4 separate regions of the Sus scrofa genome follow, and all the other regions are linked to region 2. Evidence: chromatin contacts called from public HiChIP or PLAC-seq data. All regions are on one chromosome and are shown on one strand. The core of a region is the stretch at or near the end of the contact, and the rest is flanking DNA. Distances in the headings are between cores, read along the strand shown. Region 1 holds the start of IKBKE (inhibitor of nuclear factor kappa-B kinase subunit epsilon). Region 2 has its middle 23 kb from the start of SRGAP2. Region 3 overlaps RASSF5 (ras association domain-containing protein 5). Region 4 overlaps RASSF5 (ras association domain-containing protein 5).

Region 1 (3,133 bases), core at 94-2,593, 310 kb before region 2:
TGCTGGGGCTGTGCTTGGGAGCTGATGGACAGTGCAGCTGATCAGCTGTGCGTGCTCTCTGACGCCAGCCCCGCAGCCATTGTGCTGCAAGGGCTCTCACTGTCCTCCAGGGGTATTCAAATGAATGAGGGTGGGTGGTGGAGCCCTGAGCCTGCCGCCCCACCCACCTTCCTTGCCCTCTTCCTCCTCCTCCAGGCTCTACTGTGGCCAGAAGCACTTACCCCGTGCTCTGAGCAGTCCTGGATCAGGCAAAGACTCTCCTGGGCGAGTGTGTGTTATGTTTTCTGTCTGTGGCAAGTCCAGGAGCTGAGCTACACCGGAAAGAAGAGGGCGGATGAGAGGCACCCCTGGGTGCTGTGTGATTCTCAGCCTCCATCAAAGGCGCCCCCTGCGGCCCCAGCCCTTTAACCCTTTCCTGTTTGTCACCCTCCCCTACAGAGCTGGGGGTTTCCAGCCCAACTCGCCAGCTCTAGGAGATTCTCCTGGCCACTCCCACCCCCGCCTCCCAGACCTGGGCCAGTGAGAAGGCCCCCAGGATTGTTGAGGGCAGGCGCCAGAAGCAGAAGAAAAGTACGGAGGCAGAGCTGATTGCTGGCTTCAGGTGTTGGGAAGCCGAGCCTGGGAAAGGAGCACCGTAGGTGGTAGCAGCACTCTTCCACGCACCTACCCCCCCGCCTCCCGCCATGGGCCTCTAAGCAGTCTGGGTACCCACCGGAGATGGAGCACAGGGCATCTCTGGGGGGAGGGGCAGCAGCCGCAGAGAGATGGAGGGAGGGCCATGAGCCTGGGCTGACAGGGCCAGCACCCCGACACTCTGCTAAGTGCTGACCCTGAGCTGCCTGGCCCCCCAGGCTCCCTCATTCAACCCCCCCCCCCAGTGGACTCAGCACACTCACCCCATCTCGGCTGTGGGGCATGCAGGCTTGTGGGACTGCGTGGCGCCCGCAGAGATGTCAGGGCTTTTTGTCATTCATAGGCAGCACTCATTACATCCTGGTGGCCACCAACCCTGGGGATCTGAAGTTGAAGTGGCTCGGTGCCACTCCGGGGAGCTAGGGGAGCTGGGAGCAAAGGCCAGCACTGGCTCAGCTCCCTGCCCGCCGGCTTTCAGCTCTCTCACACTTCCTGATTTCGTTCTTTCTCTCTCTTAAAGAGACAGAGGCAGCTGGGCTGCCGCCACCCCCGGCAGGAAGGAGAAAGAGGATGCTCTGAGTTCCCAAGTGGAGGCCATAGGACCAGGGCGTGAACCACAAAGAGGCTGGGAACTGAGGCTGAGTGGCTGTGGTGGGCTGCGGGGTGCTATTTCTGTATCTCCTGTGGTTCACCCGAGCAGGGAAGTGTAGCGTTCAGCCTGGACTCTACAGAGCAGGTTGGGCCAGTTATCCAAGTGCAGAGCAGCCTGGGAAAACCAACTTCCCACACCCCCAGGAGCCCCAGGGAGGTTCAGAGCCAATGAGCAGCCACTTCTAGGAGAACCTGGCTCTGGCTCATCTTCCCAGTGAGCCTGCAGAGGTCTGAGAGCAAGCACTGGAACCCGGGCCATGCTTCCAGTGTGGCCTTGAGCACAGCACACGACCCCTGCCAGATAGTTTTTTCTCATCCAAGGCATGAGGGTGGTAATGTTGACTCTATTGCTCATGTGGGTGACACGGGACAGTATATTTGGAAATGCACGGGCACCTGGAAAGAGCTTTACAGATGGGCATGGAGGCTCACACACCTGCAGCAGTTTTCCCGTGATCATCAGAGATGGCTGGGGCTGGCACCCAGGTGTGCCAGCTTCCCAGTGGGACTCAATGCCCCAAACCAGGTGTCCTCGGAGGCTGGAAGTCCGTCAGTCCCGCTCTGGTCAGCTCCGAGATGGCAGCTGGATAAGAAGTGGTTAAAGCCAGGAAATTCCATGTTTCAATAGAAAGTCGGAGGGACTTTCCCATGGCCACACCTGGTGGTTTCCTCCGGCAGCCCCACCCCTAGCACAGTGACACCAGAACGGGAGCCCAGTTGAGAACGGCCTTGTGCTCACATTTGCGGATCCGGCACTGGCTGATAAACCACACCCCCTCCGGCAGCCAGAGCTGCTCTCCCAGCAGGCCCAGGAGAAGGAGCATCCTTCAGGCCTGTACTTCAATGGGCTTCCCAGCTTCCCCCTTGCCTGGTGTACGATCGAGCTGCACTTCCTTGGCACCCTCTGATTCAGCGGGGCCATGTGATTTCTTAACCAAAGCATTTAATTGCTGATGCAAGACACTCCCACCACAGACAGTGTGATTCTGGTAGACGTTGTGACTTCCCTCTCGGTCCCAGTCCTTGAGTGCCTGTCGAGCAGAACCCGTCTGCTGGCCCACAGGGGACACGTTGCTTTGGTGAGACATCAACCTTTGTTGTTTTAAGCCACTGAATTGTGCAACCTAACCTACCCTATCGCTAAAGCTCTACTCATTCCCCACCCCCCATGAAACTGCCCAGGGCTCACCAGCACCCCCTATGCCTCAGCGCTCTCTGCAGCAAGCCTGATCCCCTTCCTAGGGCCTCAGGCACCCTCAAAGGCGATGAGCCTGTGTGTCTAGCATTTACTAGGAAGCAGGCACTGTGTGCTAAGGACACAAAGGGGAGACCTAGGCACCCCCCAGAGCTGTTCAGGACAGCATGGTGAATGTTATGAGGTTTGTTTATTTGTTTATTTATTTATTTATTGTCTTTTTGCCTTTTCTAGGGCTGCTCCCACGGCATAAGGAGGTTCCCAGGCTAGGGGTCCAATCAGAGCTGTAGCCACCGGCCTATACCACAGCCACAGCAACGCGGGATCCAAGCCGCATCTGCAAACTGCACCACAGCTCACGGCAACGCTGGATCCCTAACCCACTGAGCAAGGCCAGGGATCGAACCTGCAACCTCATGGTTCCTAGTTGGATTCATTAACCACTGCACCAAGATGGGAACTCCTGTTATGAGGTTTATACTGCAGCAGGGAGTGACTCTGTGAACCTGGCAGAGGGGGATGGCTGGGGCGGGGGGGTGCTGCTGACCAAGAAGGGCTTGTGAGGAGAAAAGATACTCAACCAAGCTTGAGAGGGAGGTAGGTTCGGCCGAGAAGAGGTCAGAGGTGTGAGCTTCCAGGCTGTGGGAAAAATGC
Region 2 (3,389 bases), core at 17-2,516:
ATCTAAGTACCCATTTATGGGTCTTTGAGTTCAAGAATACTTCTTTTTCCCTCCCCACTTCCTCTTACAGACCGTACATGAAAGACTTGTGAGATGCTGAAAGTTGGGCCTTCTCTCTTTTCTGGTTGCTGTCTATAGGATGAGTGAACACTATGAACCCCACCAGGAAAAGGAGGGAGGGTATAGCATCGCTGTTCCAAGAGAAGTATATTCTCCTTTAAATATCCAATTTGATGCCTGATGATAACACTTTATGAAGAAAAACCAAAGGCAAAATCAATATTTATTTGTCCCCTAGTTACAAGGGGTATATGTTCTTCCAGATCTCAGGGAAAGAAGAGCCGTCATACCCTTCCCCATGTTTCATGGAAGGTTTGGAGAAGAGTAAATGAAAAGCAAATGCTTAGCAGCCTGCCGCAGCTTTTTCTCTCCTGTCTGTCAAAAAATTAATGCTGATCAGGCCTCTGTAAAGGGAAAATACCCATCGCTGTTTATACCGTCGTTAATTTGAGACTGAATTCTTACTGACAGTGAACTTGTGTTTCTCAAATATAAAAATGTGAATGTATTTCCATTTAGCCCTTGTCTAGGACTGTGAATCAAATGTTGGTGGTGAAATGAAATGGACATATTCACCCTTTTGCAGTTCAGTGGTTGCAAGGAGGCCTAAAGCTGCAGAAGCCATGTGCTGGGAGAATGATTGCATTGATTAAATGCCAATTACTCCTGGACTCTTTTCAAAGGCTTCTGCTGTAGAGTTGAAACTGGGCTTTCTGTCTCATATTAGATTGGATCTCTATAATCCTAGGTGATGGCTGGTTTGGGAGCTCCAGCAATTACTTATGTCAGGTACTTTAATCAATAGCGTGCTTACTATTAGAACAAGTCTCCACACCCACTATGAAGCATTACTCAGGCTCTGTTTCCCCAGCCCCCACCCCAGGCACATGAACCTGAACTGCTTCTTTTTTTTTCTTTTCTGCTTTGTAGGGCCACACCTGCAGCATATGGAAGTTCCCAGGCTAGGGGTCAAATTGGAGCTGCAGCTGTTGGCCTGCAACACAGCCACGGCAACAGCAAATCCAAGCTGCACCTGCAACCTACACAACAGCAGCTCACAGCAACGCCAGATCTTTAACCCACCGATTGAGGCCAGGAATCGAACCTGGATCCTCATGGATACTAGTGGGGTTCATAACCTGCTAAGCCATAATGGGAACTCCCATGACCCTAGCTTCTGACCCACAGATGATGAAGTCACGCTGGTGAATCATCCTCAGCGGATGGGGGCAGCCCTCCATCCCCCAGGCAGACCTTTACCCCAAACAAGGGCCTGTCTGGAGAGATGATGGATCCTATCAGCCCAGCCATACCTGTCTCACTGTTCCACTGGGTATCAATCTTCTGGCTGGCAGCCTGCTGGCAATTAATTCTCCTATTAACAGGTGCTTCCAGCAGCAAATACTTAGAAAGGGCCTATGCTTGCATGTGGTCCCAAGGAAATTCTTTCCGACAAAGTTTTGGATCTAAGCATCACCATAGACTGATTTTGCCACCATCTCTGAACTATCCAGCAGACTATGAGAAGAAAGGACGGAAGGCTGAGCTAAAAGGGTGACTGAGTCACCAACTGGCTGAGCGACCTTAGACATCTTATTTCAAAACAGGGGGGTTGAGCAATTGGTCTTCTGAGATCCTTTCCAAGTCTAGCAGCCTATGGATTAATTTCATTTGTGCGGAGAGATTCTTATTCATTTGTCAGAGGCAATGGTATTAGTTTGCTAGGTCTGCTCTAACAAAGCACCACATCTGGGTGGCTTAAACAACATATGCTTATTATCTCACAGTTTGGGAGGCTAGAAGCCCAAAATCAGGATGTTGGGAGGGTTGGTTCTTTCTGAGGGCTGTGAGAGAAAGATCAGCTTGCACAGGGATGTCTAGTCAATATTCTGTGAGAGCCTATATGGGAAAAGAATCTGAAAAAGATTGGATGTGTGTATATGCATAACTGAATCACTCTGCTGTACAGCAGAAATTATCACAACATTGTAAATCAACTCTGCTTCACTGATGTTTTTTAAAATGAAAAAAAGAAAAAAAAGAGGAGGATCAGTTTCAGGCCTCTGTATAGCTGTCTTCCATCTTCACGGGTGTTCTTCCTTTCTCTCTGTCTGTCTCCAAATTCCCCCCCCCCCCTTTTTTGTCTTTTTGCCATTTCTTGGGCCGCTCCCGCGGCATATGGAGGTTCCCAGGCTAGGGGGTCTAATCAGAGCTGTAGCCGCCGGCCTACACCAGAGCCACAGCAACTCGGAATCCGAGCCGCGTCTGCGACCTACACCACAGCTCACGGCAACGCCGGATCCTTAACCCACTGAGCAAGGGCAGGGACCGAACTCGCAACCTCATGGTTCCTAGTCGGATTCGTTAACCACTGTGCCACGACGGGAACTCCCAAATTTCCCCTTTTTATAAGGACACCAGTTGTACTGGATGAGGGCCTACCCTGATGGTCTCTTTTTAATTTGATTACCTCTGTGAAGACCCTTTCTCCAAATCAGTTCACATTCTGAGGTACTGGGGGTTAAATAAATAAATAAATAAATATTTGGGAAGATGCAATCCAACCCATAACGGCAATTAAATATCAATGATTGGTAAGGAATAAAGAATAAGTGTTTGACTGATGCTAAGGCTGATGACCAACGGGGGCACAATCGGCTAGCAAATAAGTATAGACTGTTGAATTTATTTTATACACTGCATTGGCTTAAATCCACAAGGACTACTAACCTTTATCTCCATGTACGGATTCGGGGTAAGAATTGGCTGTGAATCCCTTTGTCCCTGAAATTCTTAGCTTTGCTGTACTTTCTAATGTTTTCCTCTGTTTTTATAATTGAAGATGAGACTTCTTGAAAAGTCCTATGACTATTTAATGAATTATTGCTCAAAGGAGCCTCCTGGAAGTTAACGAAATAGGTAAGCTAGGAGTTCCCGTTGTGGCTCAGTAGTTAATGAATCCGACTAGGAACCATGAGGTTGTGGGTTCAATCCCTGGCCTTGATCAGTGGGTTGAGGATCCGTTGTTGCCATGAACTGTGGTGTAGGTTGCAGACGCGGCTCGGATCCCGCATGGCTGTGGTGTAGACCGGCAGTTACAGCTCCGATTCGACCCCTAGCCTGGGAACCTCCATATGCTGCAGGAGCGGCCCTAGAAAAGGCAAAAAGACACACACACACACACACACACACACACAAAATAGGTAAGCTATTAGTTAATTAATGACCCTATCGAGGTTTGATTGAGTTTGACCATCAGAGGAAATCATTATGAATGGAATATGCTTTTCTGGGCTGATATGTGTCTCCTGATCACATAATGCTATTTC
Region 3 (3,465 bases), core at 219-2,718, 400 kb before region 2:
TAATTTTCACAAATAGACAAAGGCTTTATGGCTTCATTGGAGTTCTGCTTTCTCTCCTCCCTTCCCCAAGGAGGAGACAACAAGCTGGCCAAGGAAGGATGCAGGTGGGCAGCCAGACTCACTCACTGGCCCAGGGACTCACTCCCAAACGAAAGCCCCATGACCCCAAAGCCTCAGATTCCTGCAAACTCCCACAGGCCATGGACCTCTGCAGCTCCTACTAACATTAGTTACCTCCATGCTTTCAAGGGCCTATGGAGGTGTCTTCACAGCCTGAACAGCTACATTTAGCATCTAATTATACACTGCCTTTTATTGTTTTAATTATTGTTTCACATGTGTTAATTCCATCTCCCCAATAAGACGCTCCCTGGAGGGGAGTCATGCGTGATATCTGATGATTGCGCTTCCTTTGCACTCCCTGCGGGGCTGTGTGAGTACTGGGTTGACCTGCAAGGATGTGTCAGATAAATGCCTGCTGATTGAGGAGTTCCCGTCCTGGGGCAGTGGGAACAGATCTGACTAGGAACCATGAGGTTGCGGGTTCAATCCCTGGCCTTGCTCAGTGGGTTAAGGATCTGGCGTTGCTGTGAGCTGTGGTGTCGACTGCAGACAAGGCTCAGATCTGGCATGGCTGTGGCTGTGGTGTAAGCCAGCGGCGATACGATTCAACCCCTAGCCTGGGAACCTTCATATGCTGCGGGCACAGCCCTAAAAAGACCAAAACAAAAACAAAAACAAAAAAACTGTTGATTGGGTGGCAGGGAAAGGGCAGACCAGCTTGGGTGATTCTCAGCCCAGAGCCTGGCATGGGCACCAGTCAGGTCCAAGGGCACCTCACACTGACCTGTACCCCAAGGGGCGGCCACTGAGAAGCTGCTGGCTGTGTGGGGCTGTAGGCTTTGGCTGGAAGCCAACTCCCTGGCTAAGCTCTTTGCAGTTTCTTGGTGAGAATGAACACAAGACCATCAAATGACCTGTGACCTCTGGTGAGTCACTTCCCATCTCAGGGCCTCAGTTTCCTCATCTGTGAAATCATGAAGCCAGACCAGAGAAGGCCGAAGGCCCTCTGCAGCTCTATGGTTTTACACAGAAGATAGGATAGGGTAGTTTCCTTCCTCACTGCTTCCTCTTCTGTTTTTTTGTTTGTTTTTTTTGTCTTTTGTCTTTTTAGGACCACACCCGTGGCATATGGAGGTTCCCAGGCTAGGGGTCTAATCGGAGCTATAGCCACTGGCCTACACCACAGCCACAGCAATGCCAGAGCCAAGCCACGCCTGCGACCTACACCACAGCTCACAGCAATGCCGGATCCTTAACCCACTGAGTGAGGCCAGGGATCGAACCCACAACCTCATGGTTCCTAGTCGGATTTGTTAACCACTGCGCCACGATGGGAACTCCTGCTTCCTCTTCTGTTTCAGAGAACTGGGTGTGGGGAGGGGGCCTCTCGGAGGAGAGCTGGGCGCTGGGCTGGGCTGAACTGCAGCAGTGATGACTGGCCTAAAACACACTAAGACCATTTTGCACGTTTCTCTATAATTTGACTTTTCTTTTTACTTGCTGCTGGCTTTCTGAACTCGTCTGCCAGACCTCACGTTCACCAAGCTCGAGTAGGTCCACATCTATTGAGCTCAAACAGTTTAAGAAAACAAAACAAAAACGACCCCGGAAGCCAGTCACCGTGAGCCTTTGCCACATTTCCTCTTTCTTAGCTCTTAGCAAATCTGTCAGCAGCAATTCTCCTGCCCGTTGGGTGGAAACCATCTCCAGGCCTCGGTCAGGGAGGAAGGCCCCAGGCATCGGCTGCAAGACAATGACCACCTGCAGGTGCCTTCCGTGCCATCCTGCTGCCCAGTGGCTGGGCTGACCCCAAGCCCCCTGCATTTCTGTTGGGCCTGTCCTAACTAAGGGCCCCCGAAGGGAAGGGGCAGGCACTGTCCATCTGGGCTGGGTTCAGAACTCCCTGCTCGATGCCCAGAGCACAAGGCTCACTGGCCCCTCTGTGATGGTCTCAACCAAATGGGAAAGAGGAAGCCCCAAGGGGCTTCATCCCAGGGACGCCTCCTGGTCCCGATGGGGCCGTGTTCTGGAATGGCTTACCCAGCTGTGCCCATGGCACTGAAGGTGTTGATTCCCAGACAGTCCTCCATGGAGCTGTCCAATGTCCCGAAATAAACGAATCAGAAACTCCTAACCTGTATTCTTTGCTAGGTTATTCCCAGCAGAGGAAAGATGGAAGCATGCAGCCATCCAGACAAGCAGAGCTATGTGGCATCTGAGCTGCTTTGGGGGGAGATAGGGGAGGAGCAGGGACAAAAGGGGAGGGGACATTTGAGAAACTGGAAAGAGACTGACGTCCCCAAAGACAAAAATATACAGCAGATGGTCAATGCAGAGAGTCAGCCAACAGTAACTGAATGAACTGACTATGAGGTGAGGACTGGGAAAGGCACCTTGGGACATGAAATTGATGGGGTGTGGTCCCTGTCCTTGGAGCCCACAGGTTATGTGAGGAGCGAAGACAGAGACACATTTGCTGTGGACACTGGAACAAGGATGTTGTAAGCCGGGGCTGAGCCTCAGAGGCTTTCCAGGCTGCCCGGCCCAGCTCCATGTGTATGGGTGTCATGCTAGTGGACTCTCTGGGCTGTCAGCATGTTCTGGAGCCTGGGTACAGTGTCCCTTGATTTTTCCCATGGCCATCTCAGTCTACAGGCAGAAGCAGGTCATCTGGTGTAGCAGGAGCCCCACACAGAAGGCTGGGAGACTTCTGTGGCCTTGGAGCTACGCAGCCAGGTTCAGGCCCCGCCCTGCTTCATCAAGGTGATAGAAACCTCTACAGCTAGGCACTCTCAGGGCTTCGAGGTCACAATCTCATTTAATCCCTGTGATAGCTCAGCAAGGAAGGTAGGTTTGCTGCCCGCACAGCTGGCCACATGTTGGCCTTTGCCCACCAGACCCTTGGTCTTCTGTCAATACGAGCAAGTCATTCTCACTAAGACTTGGTTTTCTTTGCCTGCAAAATACAGATATGAAGGACTTCTTCTTTTTTCTTTTTTTTGTCTTTATAGGGCAGCATATGGAGGTTCCCAGGCTAGGGGTCCAAGCAGAGTTGTAGCCACTGGCCTACACCACAGCCATGGCAACATGGGATCCAAGCCGCGTATGCAACCTACAGCACAGCTCACGGCAATGCCGGATCCTTAACCCACTGAGCAAGGCCAGGGATCGAACCCGCAACCTCATGGTTCCTAGTTGGATTCGTTAACCACTGCGCTACGACAGGAACTCCTATGAAGGACTTCTTTATACATTCATGGCAGCGATGGAATGAGATCACGCACCTGGAAGTGCTCAGCACCATATAAATACTCAATAAACGGTGGCTAGTGCACTGCCACGGTCACCACCATCAGCCTCAGTAGCTATTTGTCTGGCAGAGCAAAAGCGAGTTTGGTTGAG
Region 4 (3,020 bases), core at 319-2,818, 350 kb before region 2:
CATTCATCTGAGAACAGAGAACTGAGCAGTGAAGAGGCGACAAGCACAGGAGGAAGAGTGAGAAAAGAAGAAAAGAACAGGAGTTCCCATTGTGGCTCAGTGGTTAACGAATCCGACTAGGAACCATGAGGTTGTGGGTTCGATCCCTGCACTTGCTCAGTGGGTTAAGGATCCGGCGTTGCCGTGAACTGTGGTATATAGGTCACAGACGCGGCTCGGATTCCGCATTGCTGTGGCTCTGGCGTAGGCCGGTAGCTACAGCTCCAATTGGACCCCTAGCCTGGGAACCTCCATATGCTGTGGGAGCGGCTCAAGAAAAAGCAAAAAGACAAAAAAAAAAAAAAAAAAAAAATATAGTAAGAAGAAGAGTCACTCATGAAGGAGGTAGAAATATTGTTCTCTTGCCCTAAAATGGGGCTTACAGGGTGTCCCCTCAACAGTGACTTCCAGAAGCAACCGAGTCCTGGTGGGGGCATTCCGGGAGGCCCTGTCACCCAGGCCAAGAGGGTGACTGGCAGTAGATAGGCAGCAGAGCCTTCCACGAAAGCCACTGGAGAGGGACACCTGCCCCCACACTGCCCAGAGGTTCTAGAACTCATCCACCAACCGCCCATGGGGGCCAGCTTTAGAGGAAGGAGGGGCACTGTTCCTGAACCCAGGGAAAGGTACCACAAAGGCCGAGTGCACAGAGAACACTGCATGGCATCCTAGCCCAGAGTCCAGGGCCTCGGGTCACAGAGAGAAAATGGTAGAACAAACCCAAGCTGCCCCTGACACTCCAGGTCGGGTCCCCTATCATTGCCCCCTCAAAGGAACTCTGTCCTGGAGGACCCATCTAGATCACCCCTCACTGCTGAGGCCCCCGGTACTCCATGCAGCAACAATAAAGCCCATTATTTACAAGTCATCTATTTCATATAGAAATGCCCCCAAATGCTCCCTTCCTCAGGCTGCGACATTGGCTCTTTCTCCCTAATGCTTCCTGGGGGAGGGGTGGTGCCAATGGTGGTTTTTTGTTGGTGGCGTTTTGCTTTTTAGGGCTGCACCTGCGGCATATGGAAGTTCCCAGGCTAGGGGTAGAATCGGAGCTACAGCTGCTGGCCTACGCCACAGCCACAGCAACACCAGATCCCAGCTGTGTCTTTGACCTATAGCACGGCTCACAGCAACGCCAGATCCTTAATTCACTGAGCGACCTCAGGGATCGAACCCGCATCCTCCTGGTTCCTAGTCAGACTCATTATCACTGAGCCACAACAGGAACTTCCGCCAAAGGTCTTTTTTTGACCCTCTAGTTTACTAAGCAGCTCTGCACAGACGAGGCCCACTGAGTTAGGTCACATCCTGCAGTGACACCGGGGGCATCATACATGGTTGGGAGCCCAGGTCCCTTGCCCCACCGGGACAAAAGATCTCCACGAGGGCCCCGGGACTCCCTCCTGGCCGGGCACGGGCAAGGGCGGCATTCCCGCTCCCAGGCTCAGACGAGAGGACATGCACATGCCGGGGGAATTTTACATCATGAGTCATGGGTAATGGGGGAAAATCCCTCCTGAATGCCCCCACTCGGGCTCGAGGATGTACTGGTCTCACTTCTCCTTTTCCTCATCACAGAGACGGTTTTTTGGACAGTTTAAGCCATGGGGGAAGCCAGCTGGAAAGAACTGGCCAAGAAACTCGATGGGGCTTTGGCAAGTTCTAGAATCTTCACTCCTGTCCTTTTGAAAACTTGGATAGAGTTTCTACTGCAGGGATATTTTAGGAGGAACACAATGAGCTCCTGCTGCCCCACCGTCTATGCCTTGACCCTATGACCTCCTTGCTGAAGATAGAGTCCAGTCAAGGCCAACATAATTTGAAGGAACAGGCTTCACTATCTCACACGCTGGGGTTACAACAGATGCTCACCTTGAAATACGTGAGTCATATAAAGATCCTTCTAGAAGGCTCTTTAAAACATGTATCCCCAGAACAGACATGTACATACTGTATGCTCACCTTTTCTCCTAAAAATTCTCAAGTTACAGCTGGAATCTTTTGCTCCATTTAAATAATAAAGCATCTCGGAGGGTTTTTTTTTTTTTTTGGATTTTTAATACTTTCCTGGGTTGCAGAAAGGACATAATTATTTCAACAGAAACCACAAAACCTCCAGCTTCCATTCAACTTGGATGGAAAAGAACAGCTTCCTCCAGGTCAGCAAGGAAACTAAGTGACAATACTCGAATAGGAGCTTGACCTGGAGACACACAGTCAGAGCTGCGGTGGAACTGGGGGGCTTTCCCCAGATTTGCTGTTCCCCACACAGCCACACCACTGCCTGGGACAAAGCTGGAGGTCTGTTGTGCAAAGCTGTTTATTTTCCAGTCTTTTTTTTTTTTTTTTGGCTTCCTGCTATTTTCCAATCTTGATCCAACTCTTCTCCCTACAGCTGTCCCCTCTGAGGCATAACCTAACTTCTCTTTGGTCAGGTCTTGTGTCATCAACTCTGAGCCTGGGTCAGGAAAAGATCTTGAATCTGCATGTCCACGCCCACTCCCCTACACACACCTAATACCAGTGGGGTGGCATGGGGAGAGACATGCCCGTTTCTTTTATTTTGGGATTTAGAAAAGCCTCATCTTTTGTTTAGAGACCTCCTTATTTACACATGCTGAAAATCTATTTAGAAACTGAACACTAGGAGCTCCTGTTGTGGCGCAGTGGAAACCAATCTGATTAGTATTCATGAGGACGTGGGTTCAATCCCTGGCCTTTATTAGTGGGTTAACGATCCAGCGTTGCTGTGAGCTGTGGTGTAGGTTGCAGACGCGGCTCAGATCCCACATTGCTGTGGCTGTGGTATAGGCCAGCAGCTACAGCTTCAATCGGACCCTTAGCTTGGGAACTTCCATATGCCACAGGGGCAGCCCTAAAAAGCCAAAAAAAAAAAAAAAAAAAAAAAAAAAAAGAAGAAGAAGAAGAAAGTAAACTCTAAAAACAGGCTGACCTCAAGGATCCAGGCAATACTGGATCCTCTA

What was found. HiChIP or PLAC-seq counts read pairs in DNA pulled down with a chosen protein or histone mark.
Region 1: an H3K27ac HiChIP or PLAC-seq map of alveolar macrophages shows a contact between it and region 2. The contact joins the promoter of IKBKE here to the enhancer-like site in region 2. A contact is called at or near these places in 3 of 5 promoter capture datasets (fetal liver, fetal skeletal muscle and liver), 14 of 47 Hi-C or Micro-C datasets (embryonic fibroblasts, fetal heart ventricle, fetal liver and 8 more) and 2 of 2 datasets of contacts at active chromatin or transcription factors (alveolar macrophages and skeletal muscle).
Region 3: an H3K27ac HiChIP or PLAC-seq map of alveolar macrophages shows a contact between it and region 2. The contact joins two enhancer-like sites. A contact is called at or near these places in 5 of 47 Hi-C or Micro-C datasets (embryonic fibroblasts, mesenteric adipose tissue, retroperitoneal adipose tissue and 1 more) and 1 of 2 datasets of contacts at active chromatin or transcription factors (alveolar macrophages).
Region 4: a contact with region 2 is called in an H3K27ac HiChIP or PLAC-seq map of alveolar macrophages. The contact joins two enhancer-like sites. A contact is called at or near these places in 1 of 5 promoter capture datasets (liver) and 1 of 2 datasets of contacts at active chromatin or transcription factors (alveolar macrophages).

What each region holds. Positions count from the first base shown.
Region 1 is chr9:67,121,265-67,124,397 of Sscrofa11.1, reverse strand. IKBKE (inhibitor of nuclear factor kappa-B kinase subunit epsilon) reads right to left here and starts at 1,343. Exons shown (of 22, transcript XR_002335790.1): 1 at 897-1,343; 2 at 222-311.
Region 2 is chr9:66,813,613-66,817,001 of Sscrofa11.1, reverse strand. No RefSeq gene overlaps it. Among named protein-coding and RNA genes, the nearest start is that of SRGAP2, 23 kb to the left of the region's middle. Within about 2 kb of position 1,266, at least 3 of the 83 cell types and tissues checked have an H3K27ac peak or open chromatin away from gene starts, as enhancers often do. A contact at or near this core is called in alveolar macrophages and embryonic fibroblasts, where this site is marked.
Region 3 is chr9:67,218,529-67,221,993 of Sscrofa11.1, reverse strand. The region is part of intron 2 of RASSF5 (ras association domain-containing protein 5); the gene reads right to left. Among named protein-coding and RNA genes, the nearest start is that of EIF2D, 41 kb to the left of the region's middle. Within about 2 kb of position 1,468, at least 19 of the 83 cell types and tissues checked have an H3K27ac peak or open chromatin away from gene starts, as enhancers often do. A contact at or near this core is called in alveolar macrophages, where this site is marked.
Region 4 is chr9:67,167,094-67,170,113 of Sscrofa11.1, reverse strand. All of the region lies in intron 1 of RASSF5 (ras association domain-containing protein 5), which reads right to left. Among named protein-coding and RNA genes, the nearest start is that of RASSF5, 11 kb to the right of the region's middle. Within about 2 kb of position 1,568, at least 4 of the 83 cell types and tissues checked have an H3K27ac peak or open chromatin away from gene starts, as enhancers often do. A contact at or near this core is called in alveolar macrophages, where this site is marked.